2 separate regions of the Athene noctua genome follow, and region 1 is linked to region 2. A link is a contact called in public Hi-C data. All regions are on one chromosome and are shown on one strand. Each heading gives the region's core, a stretch centred on a gene start, on an enhancer-like site or on the middle of the called end of the contact. The rest is flanking DNA. Distances are from core to core; before and after follow the strand shown. Region 1 holds the start of PITPNM2 (phosphatidylinositol transfer protein membrane associated 2). Region 2 holds the start of ARL6IP4 (ARF like GTPase 6 interacting protein 4).

Evidence for each region. A called contact is a pair of places that touch in the nucleus more often than the background predicts.
Region 1: a Hi-C map of heart shows a contact between it and region 2, with 3 times the contacts expected there. The contact joins the promoter of PITPNM2 here to the promoter of ARL6IP4 in region 2. A contact is called at or near these places in 2 of 2 Hi-C or Micro-C datasets (heart and liver).

What each region holds. Positions count from the first base shown.
Region 1 is chr17:3,864,168-3,866,867 of bAthNoc1.hap1.1, forward strand. It overlaps PITPNM2 (phosphatidylinositol transfer protein membrane associated 2), which reads right to left and starts at 1,382. Exons shown (of 25, transcript XM_074921469.1): 1 at 1,160-1,382.
Region 2 is chr17:3,716,075-3,718,774 of bAthNoc1.hap1.1, forward strand. ARL6IP4 (ARF like GTPase 6 interacting protein 4) reads left to right here and starts at 1,420. Exons shown (of 6, transcript XM_074921187.1): 1 at 1,420-1,533. It overlaps OGFOD2 (2-oxoglutarate and iron dependent oxygenase domain containing 2), which reads left to right. Exons shown (of 6, transcript XM_074921182.1): 6 at 1-263.

The sequences.
Region 1 (2,700 bases), core at 132-2,631, 150 kb after region 2:
TGCCTCAGGAGCACGGCCGACTTCCAGCCGGCCACCCCGCAGCTCACTGACCGCAGGGGCGGCTCAAGCCCCGGGAGCCCCCGCGAGGTTCTCCCTCGGCTGTAATTACTCGGAGATGTTTCTGCTGCGAGGCCGCTGCCGGTCTCACCCCTCGGTTGCTACCACGGGCAGGGAGGGCACCCCCGGGCAGCGCCCGCGCCCCCTCCTCACAGCCAGGCCTCGGCCGGGGGGCTCGTGGGCCACCCCCTCCAGGACAAAGTCTCCACAAGTCTCTAACGCGGTGCCTCTGGCAAAGCTGAATTTGTTGAAATTCAAGCCCGAGAGACGCGGTAACCGAGGAAGGAGGACAAGGAGGACCGTGGCAGGATGAAGGCTCTCCCGTGGGCCCGGTCCGCTCCGGCCTCACACATACGGACGGTTCCCCGATACCCAGCGCAGATTCCTCCACATCCAGCCTCCACCTACCGAAAAATCACCCCCCCGCCATTACAAAACGCCCGGTGTGGAGGGTGCCCGTCCCCGGCTGTCCAACACCGACACTCAAACCACGACCGGAGGGGGAAAGGTCTTTGCTGCCTACGACCTGCCAGCACAGAGAGAAAGGAATAACGGGGCGTCGGCGGGGGGTGTCACACAACCAAACCTCGTTAGTACCCCCGCGGGGTATGTCAGAGCACGGCTACGAACGCCTCATTATTCTGTATCGGTAATGAGGAGCCGAGGCAGCGTGCTGCTATGGCTGCAGCGCCCGGAGCCCCCGCGGCGCAGCGGACCCGTCCCTCCCTGTCATTTACTCCTCTATTCGGGAAACTTTTACCGCCGAGGCTTCCCGCTGCCCGAGGGCGAGGACGAGACAGCCTGACCCCGTTCAGGCCGCGGGAGCGCCCGGAGGTACCGGCCGGGCACCCGCCGGCGCCGCGGCCCGCAGGGGCCGGTCCGCCGCCGCCACCCGCCGAGGCCCCGGGGAGGGGCCCGCCGGGCCGCCCCGGCCCCCTCGGGGGAGGCTGCAGGCGCCCCGCGGGCCCGGCCTTCCCCCCCCGCTGCCCTCAGGCCCGCGGCGGTTCCCGCCCCCGCCGAGGCAGCGGCCGGCCCGGCCCGGGAGGGCCACCAGGTGCCGGGGCCCGCCCCGCCGCCCCCCGCGCGCCCCCTCACCACGCACCGGCTGCTCCCGGCGCAGCGGCCGCGGCTCCCGGTGCTGCTGCTGCCGCGGCTCGGCGGCTGCCGCTGCCTACGAGTCGCTGCCTGCCGACATGCCCGCGCTCCGCTGGCATAATCCCCGGCGAGGGTGGGCCGGGCGCGGGCAGCTCCTCACCCGCCGGCTCCGCCGCGGCGCGGGGACGGCGGAGGCGGGAAGGGGGGGGGGGGGGGGGAAGAGGCGAGGCGGGCGGGCCGCCGCAGCTCGGCGCTGCGGGGCGGGGAAGCGGGGACAGGCGCAGAGCCCCGGCGCTGCCCCTGCCGCGGCGGCCGGGCAGCTTTATCCCCCCGCGCGGGCCGTGCCCACCGCCGCGGGGAGCCGCCACTTCCTTCCCCGCGCCGGGCCGGCGCTGCCGCGCTGCGGGCGGGCGGGCCGGGGGCGCCCCCTGCCGGCCGCGGGGGGGGGCAGCGCCGCCGGGGCCCGGAGCCGCCGGCCGGGGGCGAAGCCGCGGGACCCCCCCGGGGCGCGTTCGGGAGCGGGCGCGGGCCTCGGCCCCGGAGCAGGCCGCTCCCGTCCGCACCCGTGAGGGGCTCCGGCTCGCCGCGGGCGCTCCTGCCGCCTTCCTCCAGCCGCTGCCCAGCGCGGGGGTCCCGCTGCGGCTCCGTGCCCGCGGGAGCGGTAACGGGCGGTTACGGAGCCAACTTGCACGGTGAGGCGGCGGGGAGGGAAGCCCCAGGGCAGTCTCTAGCTCTGACCCTACCCCCAGGCGTTTAGCAGACCTGGTTACTCCTGGAACTTTACTCACTGCAAAGACTGGGGGGAAAAAAAAAAAAATATCACTAAACCTTTATCAGTCATTTTATTCTGAAAAAAAAAAAAAAAAACCAACAACAAACCAGCAACAAAATTTGCTGTACTGCTTTAAAAACTTGTCAATTTGCTGCGGGTTGGTGGTTGTTTTGTTGGGGTTTTTTTAAGGATGCATCACTTGACCCCTTCTGTTCTATTCTGCAAATGCCAAACACTACCAGCAAGCAGCCCCTTGTGCAGTCCTGGGTAATTCCAAACCCACCAGCTGATGCTTCAGGCTCTTAGTCCTCAAACTGCACCTTGCACCTCACCACGACCCACTCCCCTTTCTGCTCTTTTTTGCAGAGCTTGAACTTGCCTGCCTAAGAAATGAGTTTGTTTTGCCCCAGGAAGGTCTAAGTCCACTTTATAGCTCTTCTTTTCAGAGCCAAAATGTGCCAGTGCAAGGCAGATTATTAAGAGGTATCAATGGCCCAAAGAGACACTTCTTTCTTTTTTAGAGATGTGGACAAATAGAAATTTTATATTCCAAAGGTTAAAAGCTCAGAGGTGAAGGAGCTGTAACGTTGTTTATCAGAGAAAACTACGCCTGGGAGTGTCTTACAAGGGCCATCTGAGCCAGAAGAGAGCCCAGGAAATCTGGAGAGGTGATAAATACCTACACAGCAGAGAGGGGGCAGGTGGAGTAACACCAGAGGAAGATGATGACAGTCTTCCTCAGAGGAAGCATAAGCTTCTGATTCTCTGGAAGTCCT
Region 2 (2,700 bases), core at 170-2,669:
TGGGGTTAGGGAAGCCAGCGGCCCAGACAGCCAGAAGAGCAGGTACTCAGCTCCCCAGGGCTCATGCTGGGGCACTGCGTGGAAGATGTAGAAAGCCTTAACACTTTAATTCACTGCAAAGGCTCTGGAAATATTTTCAGGTGTACAGGGAGAACACCAAAAGCTGCCTGGCCTTTGTGAAGACCTCTGTGGCAACAGCAGCATCCCTGGTCCCACTGTAAACGGGAAACCACTGTACAATAAAACCCTGCACTTATCCCTTCTCTGCTGTTCACAGGGACTCCTGTCCTCTTCCAGGGGAAGAGCTTTTTGTTGCTGGGTGACAGTGAAGGATCTGCTCAAAAGTGAGATACAGGTGATTCACAACAGGCTGCTGGGAATAGCATGGAATTATTGTCACCAGAGGTGTGCCTAGCCCAGGCTCAGAAAAATCCATCAGGAACAACACAGGGAGAGCTGATTCCACAGGGGTGGCTGAGAGGATCTCTCAAGGCCTCCATGAGCCCTTTGGAGCAGAAATTTCCCTTTCAAAGATTCTGTGAAGCTTATTAAGCAAGCACAAACGAGCTTTAGAGACAAAGCTCTGGGATCCACCTGCACCATAGTAAAACTTCCCAGAGGAAGGCAAGAGCATACATTTAACTCCCTTCCTTTAGTTGTGTGAACAATTGAAATTGTAACTGGGTGCAGCAGGCAGACCTGGGGCTTCTTAATTTGTCACCAAGATCCCTTGGCAGCAAATTAATTAGGAGGGTCAAGTGTTTTCCCTGTTTTACCACTGGCTGGCTGAAATCACAGACTCTCCTATCTACAAAACAAATTAAATAAGCCAAATACTTTTTGATTCGGTGGCTGCATTTGCCTCCATGGAAAGTTAATTGTATATATTTGATATACACATACACCACTGTTGTTTATAGCAGCTTTTTCATTTATTTATTCAACTGCAATAATTACAGCGTGTGGACTGATAGCTGTGAAAGGCTGGTACGGCTCACACAAAGGGTGCTGATTTCAGCCTTCCCAGCAGATCCGCTGTATTTTTGGCCGGGGATGCCATTAGCACACAGCACTGATTAGCTTTTCATTAGCAAAACCCATTCAAACCGCGTCTCGGGAAGGAAACTGGCTGTTGTGTTTGTGCGCGGAGCCAAAGGGCTGCCATCAAGAAACTCAGCCGAGAAGTTTTCCACGGCAGAAAACGTCACTGCTTGCTATCTGCGCCTGGATTAGGCCCCAGAAATTAAGATAAAGGGGGTAAAAAGCTAAAGAGACCAGCTAAAAGGCCTAACGCCAAGCTGGAAAGATATTAAAATTAAGGTTAAAAATAAAAAAAAGTGAAGCTAAAGAGACCAGCTGGGGCCCAGCTCGGGGGGAACCGGCGGAGCCCGGAACCAAGGAGCGCGGCCCAGGGGCCGCCCGGGCCCGCAGCCGGAAGTGGGGGGAAAGGCCAGAGCCGGGCCGCCGGGCGGAGCGGAGCGAGCGGGGCCCGGCCCGGGGCTGGCGGGCGGAGCGGGGCCCGGCCCGGGCGCGGTGAGTCCTTCCCCGCTCGCTCCCTCCCTCCCTCCTCTCACCTGCGGCGGAGCCGGGCCAGGCCGGAGCGGCGGGGACGGGGCCCGCGGCGGGGAATTGGGGGGGGGGGCACACACATGCGCTCGGCGGCGGCGGGGGGGGCTGCTAAAGAGCCGGACGCGCGGGGCCGCCTCTTAAAGGGCCAGCGCACCTGGTACCGAGCTCTTAAAGGGCCAGCGCACCTGGTACCGAGCTCTTAAAGGGCCAGCGCACCTGGTACTGAGCTCTTAAAGGGCCAGCGCACCTGGTACCGAGCTCTTAAAGGGCCAGCGCATCTTGCGCAGGTTCTTCAGGGGTCAGCGGGCCTCATGCTGAGCTCTTAAAGGGCCAGCGCACCCCAGGCTCCCTGTGTTGGGGTGAGAGGGGCAGAGCAGCCGCCGGGCTCCCGCCTCTCCGCTCAAGGGCCGGGTCTGGGCGAAGCCGGCTGGGCAGGAGGTGAGACCCCAGCTCTGGGGGGTGACCAGCCTGAGGTGCTGCCGGGAGGGATTCGGGGCTCGTCCCCGCCCCGCAGCGGCACCCCAGACTCGCCGGGATGCTCCTGGCGGCGCCCAGCTCCGCATCATTGACCCCGTTGCTGTGGTTGTATAAAATCGGGTCCTGCTGTCCCGTGGAGTGGACCCAAGACCCAAACACCGTCCCCCGGTGCGAGGGACGGCTGCTGGCTGGGCGTCGATGAAGGGCACATCCCCAGAAACCTCCCTGCGTGTCCTTGATGGCTTTGGGTTGTGTGTTGTTTTGTTTTCTGGTTGAAATTTCCGTTTGGAAATCGATCAGAGGTCTGATTCACTTGGGAACGAATCACCACTCGGGGATGTCGAGGTGGTAAACACGCAGTTAATTAAATGCAGGAGAGTGGCTGTGAGAAAGCATTTCCCAGATACTGCTCTGCCCACGGTGCCGGTTTGTTTTTTAAATTAATGAGAGCATATATCACACCGTCTCTGGCCTGTGGCTGCTGGCAGCTGGTCGGGCTGATGGACGGGGACGCCAGCTCAGTGCATAATCTGTTTTCTAAAAGCAAATTGGAATATTAAAAATTCATCCCTCCCCTTGGCTCGCGCCTGCTCCCGGCATTTTAAATAACGGGGTGATTGACTCCATGTTCAGCTCGGGGAGGATGTTTCGTTC